2 separate regions of the Mus musculus genome follow, and region 2 is linked to region 1. Evidence: chromatin contacts called from public ChIA-PET data. All regions are on one chromosome and are shown on one strand. The core of a region is the stretch at or near the end of the contact, and the rest is flanking DNA. Distances in the headings are between cores, read along the strand shown.

Region 1 (6,468 bases), core at 874-3,373:
CAACTTATAAAAGCTGCATTCCTAGAGCTAGCTCCCTGACCAATTCTTAGGCAGTCCTTCTCCTCAGCAATCGATTACTGATGGCATAATCTTGGGGAGGGACCTTGCGAATCTTAAAAATACCTGAAGTTTTGAGCATTATTTTCTAAGCCCAATTTTTCTTAGCTTTGGGGATCTAAATGGGCCTCTCTCTTCCCTCCAGTAGTTCAGTTCAGAGGAAACAGCTAGGTAGCAGGTTTGTTTGCTAAGAAATAGCTTTTGTCTTTATTGATACTTTTATTGCTATTTTTCTAGTTCAGTATCATCTCTTTTTGTTTTCTTCACATTAATTGTGTGTAATTAACTCAGGACTTCAAATTCCTTTTCCTAGGTCACTTGAGAATGCTATATGTACTTATCTGTAAGTGTAACTTTTTTGTTTTGGTAGTCCACAAACTTTTATGTGTAATATCTTTGCATTCATGTTTTTTTTTCATTTGAAAAATTACTATTATGGTTTATTCAGTGAACAGAATTCTAAAACAGAAGAAGTAGCTTCGTTCTCTTGCTCGCTCCACAGTTGCTCTTCTGCTTCTTACTTTCCACTTAGTCATCAGGTGTTGTCTTTCACAATACAAAGTTGCGGGGCTGGATTGGGAGGTGTCAGCAGGAGTCATTTTACTTAGGGGTAATCGGAAGCTTCACATTTGAGGTTTTGAAAGGGATGTCTATTTCTGATTCAGGAGCTGGGTTTTTGTAGGTAGTAAGAGAAAAGGGCCCATTGTGAAAACTTCAAGTAACTCATAGGTCTTGCAATGACAAACAGAGCTGAGGTTAAAAGGGAGGAAGGTTAGTGTTAAAACAGCTTAATCAGAACTATAAGGGATGAGGAACAAAGTGCTTACAACTGAGTATGAGATAGCTTAGGAGACATAAGAGCAAAACAGATAGACAGGCCAGTATTGGTGGACTGGCAACAGATAGACGGACCAGTATTGGTGGACTGGCAGGCTATCTTTTGTGAATCTTGTCCTCACTCCTGAGAATGTACGCTGGGAACTATTGCTGTTTTACACATTCTTACTTCTAATGTAGGCAATTATAACAGACTAAGTAAAAATAGTTTCTAAGAAAGCCTCTACTTATGTCAGGAAAGAGACCCAGAACTGATTTATAAATCAGGAGTTAATAAGAACATCTGTAGCTGTTCTCTGATGGCTGTGAGGAACAAAAAGAGCTTAGTGTGATTAACAGCACTGAGACACCTACAGGATTGGAGGTAGCAACACTAGCCAGTAATTACTAACTAGCAGACAGTTAAGGCCCACAACTTTTAAAGCTGAAGTCAGAGATGGACAAAGCAGGATTGGGGGCTTCAACTACCTGTCACTGGTGAACTTCATGTAAACAGATTATGGATAATCTCTTTGGTTGAGACAGGACATGCCTAGAGCAAATGGGCCCCCAGTGGCTCAAGCCTGTGATAGCCCAGTGGACTAACCAATCTCATAGTGATTATCTCATCTCTTCCCCAGTTTTTACCACAGTTCTAGAAAAATCACAAGACAAAATAATTCAACGTTTCCTCTCTTGGCATCTCTTCCACTTTTGGGACTTCCTTTTAACTTTCATTTAAATTTACTTTAATATCTTTTAACAAAGCTTGTGTTTGCTTTGCTTGCTCCTATGAGTGTCCATGTCCTTAATAATATTTGGTAAGAGAGTGAACTCAGAAGCTACTGTTCCAGGTTGGCCTTTGGTAGCAGTGAGTGTCTGGCATCCTGTATTAAGCACAATTGTGTGGTAAGAGTGCCTGTCACTATAAAATACCCTGAAATGTTACCATCCTTGTAATGATCTCATGGGTTACTGTCTTTGGAGTACCAAAACTGATTGTGCCATCTGCCATAGGCATTTTAGTGGCCCACACTTGCTCTTGCTTCAGGAGACACCTGCACAGTGCTTTTCCTGGAATCAACCTCAGTATCTTAGTATTGAGTGCCTCAGTCATTGCAGCAGTCCATGTATCTGTTGTTTCTGTAATACTCATATTTGCCTTCAGAGTTTTGAGAGTATTGCCTCTTCTAGGTTTGAGACTTATCAAAGCTGTTTTTGGCAGGATTGCCTGTCCATTTTTATTTGTTTAATCCTTATCTTGAATTCAGTCATGGCCAAAAGAACAATCACTTGTCCCTGTCTTTGTCCTGTACATCATAAGCAGTATCAACTTACTCTCTCACTTAAAGACTTCATTGATGCTATGGGCAGTACTTATAGAATCCTGGCCTATAATTTAATGTATTTAATCCCAGCACTCAGAAGACAGAGGTAAATGGATCTCTGAGTTTGATGTGATCTTTCTGTATGGAGCTCACGTTTTATGGTTCCTGTTTAGAAAAGGTGAAAACTAAGGAGAGGTGGAAGTTTTAGTTAATAATTGCTTTGATATTGATTAACTCATTTGGCAATGGGTGTGTGTGATAGAACAAGGTTAATTGGTGTACACTAAGTTATATTTAGGATAAGTAGGTTAAACATCTGTAAATGACTATAGATAGCTATAAAGTATTAAAAAGCTAGAAGATTTTGAATGTTTCACCAAAAATAAAAAAAAAAATAAAAAATTGAAGCAATAGATATGCTTACTCTGGTATAATATTTCACAATGTAGACATCTATTAAAACATCATTTTGGGGCTGGATGGATGGCTCATTGGTTAGGAGCACTGGCTGCTTTTCGACAGGATCTAGTTTTAGTCCCCAGCACCCATATGGCAGCTCACAGCTATCTCTCATTGAGTGCTAGGGAACCTGACACTCTTGTGTAGCCTACATGGGCACTGCATTCATCTGATACATACACATACATGCAAGCAAAACCACCATACACATAAAATGTTTTTTATCAAATCACATTGCACTCCAAATGTATGTAGAGTTTAGTTGTCATTTACAGTAAAAGTAAATGCATAAATAACAGGATAAAGTTGGCTGTGGGCTCTATGTGAACTGTATCTTTTCAATTTTTTTTATAAATCTGAAAGTATTATAAAGTAAAATATCTGTTTAAATCAATTTTTATCTTTTTTCCAAACTTAGATTAATCGTTTTCTAGTTTCTTCTTGATTGGCCATACTTTATTTCATCGTCCATTGATAAAATTAGAATGTAAAAGTATACAGTTGTAATTTTGAAAGTCCCTGAGAGTCAGAAACTATTGGATTGGATTTTTCTTGACTTCCTTCCTTCCTTCCTTCCTTCCTTCCTTCCTTCCTTCCTTCCTTCCTTCCCTCCCTCCCTCCCTCCCTCCCTCCCTCCTTCCCTCCCTCCCTCCCCCCTCCTCCTCTTCCTCCTCCTCCTCCTCCTCCTCCTCCTCTTCCTCCTCCTCCTCCTTCTTCTTCTTCTTCTTCTTCTTCTCTCTCTCTCTCTCTCTCTCTCTCTCTCTCTCTTCTTGTCAGGGTCTTGTGTAGAACTGGCTGTCCTAGAACTCACTCTGTAGACCAGGCTGGCCTCAAACTCAGAAATCTGCCTGCCTCTGTCTCCCTAATGCTGGGATTAAAGGTGTGTGCCACCACTGCCCAGGTCTTCTCTTCACTTACTTACAGGCTCAGATTAGGCTGCTCTTCATTTTGGGTAGCCCCAGTGGCTAAGTGAGAATGTTTTCCTGAGGGTCTATATAAATGGGCTGCTAGTGTTCTCATGGAATTTTGGTATAGGGCCTCACAATGAGCTCCCTTCACCTTGTAGCAGGCCCAGTTCTTGTCTCTTTGACCATATGCTGCCACCATCAGCCTACATATCAGGATAATATGTCTTTGTCTATACACTCTCCATTTCTTTTATTTATTTATGTGGGGGTGGAGCAGCACATGTCATGCTGTACTTGTGGAAATTAGAAGACGACCTGTGGGATACTAAGAATGAACTAAAGTTGTCAGCTTTGTCCTCAAGTCACTTCATACACTGAATCGTCCGGCCCATCCTTTTCTTACTATCGTATTATCTGTTTGTTTGGTTTTTTTTAAGACTATCATTATATAAGTGTGGTGTAGGACTGAATTTCTTATATGATCTTAACAGCTGATTGCTCTCAAGTAGATGTCATTCATAAGCCTGCTTTCTCATCTGTAGAATAAGAACATTGAACTGAATGAGGTTTTGATCATAGATTAGTAACTCTTTTCTTGGTGTGTGTGTCTGCACATGCATGAGTGCATTCCAACACATATTATGTGCAAATCCAACCAAGCGAGAAGGGTGTGATGATTTTAGAATATTGACCCCTAAATTTAGGGAAAGGATCTAATTGGAGCACAGAAAAGACAAAATATGAGGAAAGCAAGATAAGTATTAAAAGCAAGATAAGCATTAATAGTTGTTAGTATTTCTCAGTATTTTCCAGAATATCACACTTTATGTTTAATAGGTTAAAGGTTTAGCCTTGAGATATTTGGTATGTAGAAGAAAGCTGTAGTTAGCTTTTTTTTTTTTTTTTTTTTTTTTTTTTTTTAACAATTCTTGGTTAAATGTACAGTTTAAATTTTTCTTAGCAGGATTAGGAGAATGTTTTTATTCTTAGGAAATACACACTGAAATATTAAAGAATAAAGGACTACATACTCAGGAGGTTTCAATAATATGTAAATATATAATAAGTATCAACATATTTATATATATATATTCTTTTTTATGTCAACATATGATCCTGGATTCTTAGTGTTATCATTTGCGTTGTTGCTCAAATTGACTCATCTATGGTTAATGGTCACACTCTTATATAGTGTTTCTATACTGTCTTAATTTCAAATGAAAGGCAACTGAGAACTTGTGATGGTGTGAATTATCATTGATTTAAATGACCAGTTTTGCTTATCTTGAAAATTGAAGTTTCATGAATGAGTTATCTTTTTTCATTTTTTTATAGAGTCAAGGTGAATTTTGGGACATGGCCACTGCTTCACCAAGATCTGACACTAGTGATATCCACAGTGGAAGGTTACAGTTAAAGGTAACGGGTAAGTGATTTTAATAATAATGTAGCATTGTGATGGTTAGATGAAATTGGATTTTGCATGCATAATTAGGCAAATATATTTCATAAGTGATGCTCTTGAGACATATACAAGAATGCTGGACTAACGTTAGGCAGCACTGGGATTTAGTGTCTTGCCTTCCTTCATATTCTGTCTATTCTTTTTTCCTTGCCTTGACTTTATCATTGTTTAGTCTATGTTTTTGAAGTAAAAATCACTTTGTAAAATCCATGATCTTGATTTCACAATAACTTGAACAATAAAAAAAAAAAAATACTACTTCAGAAGACAGATCTAGAGGAACCAGAACTTGTCTTAGGTATGGGGATGTTGGTTGGGGTCCTTTTTACCCCATTTTTGATCCTGGAGATTGAAGCCAGGGCCTTGCTCATGCTAAGCAAGCATTCCACTACTGAACATTTTTTTTTTAATTATCAGATAACATCATGCCAAGTCCCTCCACTGTAGTGTGGCCGTTGTCTATCTGCAAACTGAGAGAATCCATTACTCCTTTATTTTTGCATATTCATTCCTTTAAAGCCAAGAGCCCATGAATAACTGAATGATCAGACTGCCAGCTTTGGATGGCATCACATTAGCTGTAGAGCTTTTATTCTGTTGCTTTCTAGGAGCAGGAAGTGTCTTACAGTCTTTCACAAATTGGAAGCTTAGCTGGGTTGGGACTTGCCCTGAGTAGACCCCTCCCTTTCTCTAGTGCTAAGTAGGAGGCTTCTTGCTAATGATGTTAATCTCCCTGTCTCTTTCAACACAAGCCCTGGCATCACTGGATCTCCTGTTGTTCTTTTTCTCTCCAAACTGCAGTTTACATTTCTTTCTGCCCATTTGCTCTTTTTCATTGTAGTTCTGAATAAGCATTGTAAATAATAATCACATCACAGATTCATAATTATGCTACTTTGAAATTGACTCTGTTAAGGAAATTAGCCAATTACTGTTTAATTTTTGCCTCAAGCAAGTTCTTAGGACAAAAGGTAAAAAGCAGATAGATTCTTTGCCAGAATTTCACACAAATGGCTATATGCCTAATTGGTTAGTGTTGTTCCTCTCTGAAACAGCTTTTGAGAAGGCTTTCATTGTCTGCATTGTGCTTAGCACTGCTGTCTTCTGAGCTCCTGCTAGGATGGCCCATTCAACTCTGCATACAGTGTTCAACTGCTTTTTTAGTCCCAAAGCTCCCAGCTTTTCTACATTTCTCCAAAAACCACTTGGTTTAGTTCTTCACAGCAACAGTTGACTCTCTGGTACTAACTTCTGTGTCACTGATCTCTTGCGGTGATAAAACACTCTGACCAGGGAAACATACCGAGAAAACAGTTTATTTGGGCTTATGGTTACTGAGAGTAAGAGTCCATTGTAGTGAGGAAGGAAAACATGGCAGCAAGTGGCAGTTGTGGCATCAGGAGAAGGAAGCTGAGAGTGTGTATCTTCACATACA
Region 2 (7,176 bases), core at 2,001-4,500, 300 kb before region 1:
AGTTACTTTTTGGCAATGTTTTATGACAGCAACAGAGACACTAAACAGGGAAGTTGCTATGCTTTATTACATTATGTGCATGTACCATATTTTATAGTCTACAATTTATTTATCTGTTCATCTCTCTGTGGACAACTGGGTCATTTCTTCCCTTTAGCTAAGGTTATTATGTGTACAAATTATATTGGTGTACAAATACCTATTTAATAAAGACCATTAACTTTTTTGTCATTTACCTAAGTGTGGATTTTATGAGGTCTTAATACTTCTCTTCTCTGTTTAACCTTTTGAGTAGATGATAAACTCTTCTTCCATGAAGTCTTCATATCAGTACAATCATTTAACCCAAGTAAACTGGAAGGTTGAATATATAACCCAAAAGGTCATGGGGAAGAAGGATAGGAGCTGATGATGTCCATCAGTTTATCAAGAAACCAAATATCAAAATAAGGTAAGTTTACTTGTTGCAATGACAACTTGGAAGTCAGGATTGATGAAGCGCAATTCCTTTGTGGACTGCTTTAACAAATGATTCATCTTGATGCTCCACAGAACAACAGTGACTTGGAAATTATCCATAAGGATAGCAGAATTAAAGGGTGACCCAAAAGTAGGGGCATCTGGGTATGAAGACATTAGAAAGGCATTAAGTAAAAGTGACTCTAACTTGCCACACATTGTAAGAATAGTTTATGTATGTCGTGAAAATAAATTCTTTGCCCATTCACTATGTCACATTGGTAGTGCTCACTACACAAAACATTATGCTTTCAGCAATATTAATTGGAGAGAAATGCATACCAAAATTCAAATGTCTGTGTTTCTGAAATTTACTGAGTTGTGCATGATAAAAATCTGAATGTAGTTAAATTTCAAGGAAAAAACCTTTATATGCAAATAAAGATTTAAGACATTTGAAAGAACTGTGTCATCCTTTTTCTTCTATCTGGAACATAAAAGGATGATAGAGCTAGCTGTGGATTACATGTTAAGTTTGTTAAAACCAACTTCCTCTGTACTGTGGATTCTGTTCACTTCCTAGTCTGCTCTTACATTATAATATTAGACCTGTTTACTTGTACCCCTCTGTTGTTCTTCTATTTAGGAGTCATAGCATCATGATCTGACCCATGGATCAGACTAACTCTTGTTTCAATGTTTTTTTTTATTATTATTTTATATATACAAATGCTTGCCCGCAACTGTGTGCCATCTCTGTGCCTAGCACCTTTGGAGACCAGAAGATGGCATTAGTCCTGTGGAACAGAAAATATAGATAGTTGTGCACCACCAAGTCAGTAGTGGGAAGTAGACCTGCATCCTCTGCAAGAACAGTAAACACTCTTAGCTGCTAAGCCATCTCTCTAGTCCTGGAGCTAAGCCTTTCTTTTCAACGTTGTCAGGATGGGTAACAATGGAAGTTCTGTAGCTTGCTATTGAGTTTCAGATCTGAGCTAAATTTTGCAAGACCAGATAATTTCTAATCAGTTCAAGAGAATTTGTCCAGCTTTTTTTTAACTTAAAAAATAATATTCACAGGGCTCCCAATGGAGGAGCTAGAGAAAGTACCCAAGGAGCTAAAGGGATCTGCAACCCTATAGGTGGAACAACATTATGAACTAACCAGTACCCCGGAGCTCTTGACTCTAGCTGCATATGTATCAAAAGATGGCTTAGTCGGCCATCACTGCAAAGAGAGGCCCATTGGACACGCAAACTTTATATGCCCCAGTACAGGGGAACGCCAGGGTCAAAAAGGGGGAGTGGGTGGGTAGGGGAGTGGGGGTGAGTGGGTATGGGGGACTTTTGGTATAGCATTGGAAATGTAAATGAGCTAAATACCTAATAAAAAATGGAAAAGAAAAAAATAATATTAATAATAATATTTCCCAATCATCACCAAATATTAAAATAATTTACCTGGTGTTTTGTTAAAGACGGAGATTTTCAGCCTCATTCAGATATCTGTGGAATAAGGCTAGATATATGAATTTTAAAAATATATCTGTCATGTGTGTTACAGATTGGCAGTCTAATTTAGGGTAAGTCAAACTTCTTAATTATTGATTATACAACAAATGAAACACTAAACATCTGTAGTGATCATTAACTTATTTTACACCAGATATTAAAAATAAACTAAATTTGAGAACTTTCAACTATGTTATAATCTAGTTTAGTTCCCTCACCTGCAAAATCCACGCCTATAGGATTAGAATACTGTGGAGGAATGAATGTGGACCAAAGGGATACTATGGCACTTTGAACAATATATTTTATCATATATTTTCCCAAATATTTTATATTTAATAGAAGTAAATGTTAGGCAGGGCACTGGTGTTGCATACTTTTAATCCTGGCACTCAAGAGGCAGAGGCCGGTTAATCTGAGTTTGAGGCCCATCTGGTCTGCAAAGTGAGTTCCATGACAGCTAGGGCTACAGAAAGAAATTCTGTTTTGAAAAATTAATTAAACATAAAAATAAAAATTATGTTTTCTGAAATCTACTTAGCTGAGATCTGGAAATTCCTATGCTCAGTGAGGAGTTAAAGAAGTGATTAAAGAGTAACCTGTCATGTCCATATCTCTTAATATACAGTTCATTCGCCTCAGTACAGTTCACACAGGAACATACATATGTTTTATAAGGTGTTAGATACATATAGTTGAATTTAGGGGAACTGTTGAGATACAAATTGCCCTAAAACTTCGTCAAAGGTATCAACAAGCATTTTTTAATCACAACAGATAGAAGGAAATACCAAAATTTCTTGGAAATAGTTATTCATAACATGGGCCCATTATTTAAGTTACTACATTATAGTCATTATAAATCATATACATTATGAGTTCCTAACCTTCAGAGCCTATGTTCAATCAATGTAATGTTTTTAGAAACCATTTTCAGTACAGCTCAATACCACTGCACAACAGAGCAGAGGAGAGTCATGTAGCTCAAGGCCCGCTGAAATTTCAACCAGAGTTTTACACTTAAAGTACATGGGCAGACCTACTATGTGCCAAGGAGGGTACTGAGAACTTTATTTGCCACGCGTGTTATAAGCTGGCAGTCTAATTTAGAGAAACTGAAGTTTCTCAATTACTGATCACACAACAAATGAAACATTAAATGACGGTAGTGATCATTAATTTATTTTACAAATATTTGTAAAGTATCAGCTCTGTGCTAGGCACTGTGCCATACTTTCTGGAACTTTATTTTGTAATATCAAACTAAAAGAGCTTATTCAGGACATAAATGACTATTGTCAGGTACAGTGGCACTCAGCATGCCAAGAAAGGAGGATTGTTTGAAGACAGGCTGGGTTATACACTCAGAACCTGTCTAAAAAGCAAGCAAACAAACAACAATAGCATAATGATAGCTTTTTCTCTTACATGAAAGTCATTTACTGTCATATTTTAGAAATAGGAAAAGTGTCTTGCACAGTTTTGGGGACAAACATGACAGCTGCAGTCTGTTGATTCAGCTGTGGCCTTTCAGACACTTCCTGGTGGTGTAAATGTCCAAAGACCAACTCCAGCATGTGTTTACTCAGCCTTGCCCTTTCAGTCAGCTCTGGAGAGAAGTTATGAAAATTAACTTCTGTCCTTTCACCGAAGTTTAAACCATCTTTCAAAAGAGCCTTTTTGTAAATTTATACCGCATAAAATGGAACTGAGTCTTTTCGATGTTTCAAAAATTCACTGTATATCATTTTATATTCACTTACCTTTAAGAAGCTTGCAAAAGCTATAACAAAGAAACAATGGCATGCTACTTGTAGAACATCAAATTAAAGTTGGTCAAAAGAGAGATTATTAACAGGATTGCCAACAGAGGCATTATGAAACCAATACTTTCACGGAATTAAGCAGAGCCGATCTAAATTGTTCAGTACTGTGAATTCAAGTATTCCAACAAGGATATGCAGGCTTTCCCAGGGGAGGTGATCATACCTGAATACTGAGGTCTGCATTCTCAAAAGCTTATTGCTCATATCACTAAGTATTTAAAGGTCAATTAAAGCCTGAAGTCCCTGTGAGAACGACCTTACAGAGTATGTCAAGAGGCATCTTCCTGCTAGAGCTGGCCAAGCTGTGTCAACATGAGTAGTATAGGACTGTGACTATGGAGAAAGCCCAGTGTAAAATATCTCTTCAGGGGACTCCTAAGCAGAATATCTGAGGCCAGCAGTAGGTACATCTGCTGCAGTAACTACAGCAGTAAGTACTGCCTGGATTGACCAAAGGAAGATGACACCTCCAGGGAATATTATAGGGTGGGAGGAGCTTTGCCAGCATTTAAAATTTTAAGTAATATGTGTTGCAATTGGGATTTCCAAACAAGGAAATCTAGAGATATGGGACATTAATATGAACTTATATGAATATGATAAGCTTTGCATCATGTAGCTGGCAATCTATCATGGTTATAATAGTATTTTGATTCAACTATTTTATTCATGAAACATAACAAGTACTTTTGTAAGGTGTCAAAAACTGGACTACTACAGGGTTACAAATATTGGTTTCTATTAGTTTGTGTGGGACATACGTCTTAATAGTCATTTTAAATTTAAATAGTTTTTTAAAAGTATTTAAACTAACATAAATCTCAGCAATTTCCATTACTAGTTTTGAAAACTATAAAGAGAATATATATATCTAATCAAGTTTAGATAGAGTTTATTATACCTATCTATGAACACTTACACTAAAACCTTTAAACTTTAGAGAATCCAAGAATGTAAATTTATTGTCTATTGGTGTTTTTATAAACTGATGTAAAAAAGAGAGGCTTATGAATATATGGTCACAGTGTCAACTTACTATTTGTGAATGTGATTCTGAGCATTGCCAAATGGTGATCAATATGACAAATGATGTTTGAGTTTTGGTTTGGTTTTCTTGTTTGGGGGTTTTTTGTTGTTGGTGGTGATGATGGTGGTTTTGTTTTGTTTTTTGAGCTTTGTTGTTGGTGTTGTTTTGTTTTGTGTTTGAATACTGGGCAGCAATTCAGGATTAGGAACTTCAGAAAGCATGTAACACCTCTGCATTTGGGACAATAATGCAAAGGAAAGATAAGACACCAGAACTGTGGACCAAGTGTCCCTCAGTGTTGCTATGACTACAGAAGTCCTTTAGATGATACTGAATCTACTGAAAGACCAAGGAGTACTCAGAAAGTGACCCAGGGATTCTGGAAAGGAAACAGCAGGTGTTAGGACTCTCCAGATACTCTGAGTGTTATTGGCATCAGCAATAGTGTCTGGATTTGATGTCTGCATATGGGATGGATCCCCAGGTGGGGCAGTCTCTGGATGGCCTTTCCTTCAGCCTTTTCTTTACTCTTTGTCACTGCATTTCCTTTAGACAGGAACAATTCTGGGTTAATATTTTTGAGATGGGTGTGTGGCCCCATTCCTCAACTGGTAACCATGCCTATCCACTGGATATGGTCTCTACAGGTTCTCTCTCCCTTTTGTTGGGCATTTCAGCTAATGTCACCCTCACTGGGTCCTGGAAGCCTCTTGCTTTCCTGGAATCTGGAAAATTCTAGTGGCTACTCCTAGTATCCAAATCCCCATTGCTACACAACTCAGTTTAATTTCCTGACCCTCTCTACTTCTCTCCCATCTCCTTCCACACCTGATCCCCCTTTTCCCTTTCCCTCCTCTATTCCTCCCAGGTCCCTCCCTCCCTATACTTCTTCTTGAACTTCATATGGTCTGTTGTATCTTGGGTATTCCAAATTTTTTTCCTAATATCTATTTATCAGTGACTACATATCATATGTGTTCTTTTGTGACTGAGTTACCTCACTACAGTTTTAGTTAGCCAATCAGTCTTTGCCAAAACAGCTTCTTTTCATAAAATTTCATTCACAGTATAGAAGACCAAACGTTGAGATGAAGGGAAGGCTATGTAATGAGGTCTTTGAAGAGATTCAAACTAAGTTTCAGTGGAACTCAGGAAGAGCTTCTCTTGTCCAATAAGGGGTCACTAAAGAACATATGTGATTCTCCTATCATAAAGGAGATCTAGCAGGCTAGTATCTGGTTGGAAAAGAGCAGTCACTGCCCTGCTCATAGATGCTGTAGAAGCAAGAGCCAACTGCCAGGACTTGTTCTCATACCTTGTGAGGACAAAGAAACAGCTTGCCTCCTGGGATGATAAAATCTATCCAAGAGGGATTCAAGGAGAGCCCAAGTTCCAAAGAAGTTGCCCATGTTACATGATGAACAGAGTCTAATATTCAACTATGTTATGTGTTGAGTCTAATACATACCACAGATAGAAAGCAAGAATGGAAGGAGTAGAGGCAGGGGTGGAAATGAATCCTTCTCAGTTGTTTTCCCACATGGGATGATTTCACACTTCTGAGGACATTTAGAGATGTGTTCATATATTCTTTGTTTTCAATCATTGGTCAGTGCTGCTGGTGACATAGGGCCAGGTACAAGACAAACATCCTCCAATGAAAGAACACCAAAAAATTACTACCTGTCCAGAAATGCCAAGAGAGATGATTAAGAAACAATGATCTACATCATGGAGAAACAGGGAATAAATAATTATTAAATCATCCAGAAAATAGACTAGGATGGTTGTACAGCTGAGCAAGAACATGGAAATTCTAAATTACATAACTGTGCAATGTAAATGGGGATTAGAATATATGTGACTTATGACCCACTAAAGCTTCTTTAAAGCATTGCAATATATAGCAAGAAAGTTATCATATGAACTTCATATATGTAATCTACACATTGAGTAAGAAAGACTTAGAAGTTAATCAATCAGAATCAAATTTAATTTTATGTTCCACCAAAAATTTATATGTCCATTAAGTGCTTTCCATGAGCTTCTGTAAGGCAAAAGACACCATTAGTAGGACAAAATGGCAGCCTATAGAATGGGAAAAGATCTTTGTCAATCCTACATCAAACAGAGGGCTGATATCCAAAGATAATAGAACCATCCCTGCACCATCATAAGGGCAAAAACCAATCCCTGACACAATTAATGATACTCTGCTCTGCAGATAAGGAACCTAGTATAACTGTTCTGGATGTCCTAGTATAACTCCCACTGGCCTGAGTGGGAGAAGGTGTGCCTAGTCCTGAAGCAACTTGATGTTGTGGAGGTGGTGATAAACAGAGGGGGACTTCT

The links. ChIA-PET counts read pairs in DNA pulled down with a chosen protein or histone mark.
Region 2: an H3K27ac ChIA-PET map of liver shows a contact between it and region 1, with 4 times the contacts expected there. The contact joins two enhancer-like sites. A contact is called at or near these places in 2 of 39 promoter capture datasets (the HPC-7 cell line and liver), 1 of 484 Hi-C or Micro-C datasets (bone marrow-derived macrophages), 3 of 115 datasets of contacts at active chromatin or transcription factors (bone marrow-derived macrophages, liver and regulatory T cells) and 2 of 9 other capture datasets (adipose tissue and liver).

What each region holds. Positions count from the first base shown.
Region 1 is chr4:19,676,871-19,683,338 of GRCm38.p6, reverse strand. It overlaps Wwp1 (WW domain containing E3 ubiquitin protein ligase 1), which reads left to right. Exons shown (of 25, transcript NM_177327.5): 3 at 4,904-4,994. The coding sequence starts at 4,925. Among named protein-coding and RNA genes, the nearest start is that of Wwp1, 29 kb to the left of the region's middle. Within about 2 kb of position 2,123, at least 13 of the 459 cell types and tissues checked have an H3K27ac peak or open chromatin away from gene starts, as enhancers often do. A contact at or near this core is called in liver, where this site is marked.
Region 2 is chr4:19,972,940-19,980,115 of GRCm38.p6, reverse strand. It overlaps 4930480G23Rik (RIKEN cDNA 4930480G23 gene), which reads left to right. Exons shown (of 5, transcript NR_040768.1): 5 at 296-671. Among named protein-coding and RNA genes, the nearest start is that of 4930480G23Rik, 29 kb to the left of the region's middle. Within about 2 kb of position 3,250, at least 11 of the 459 cell types and tissues checked have an H3K27ac peak or open chromatin away from gene starts, as enhancers often do. A contact at or near this core is called in liver, where this site is marked.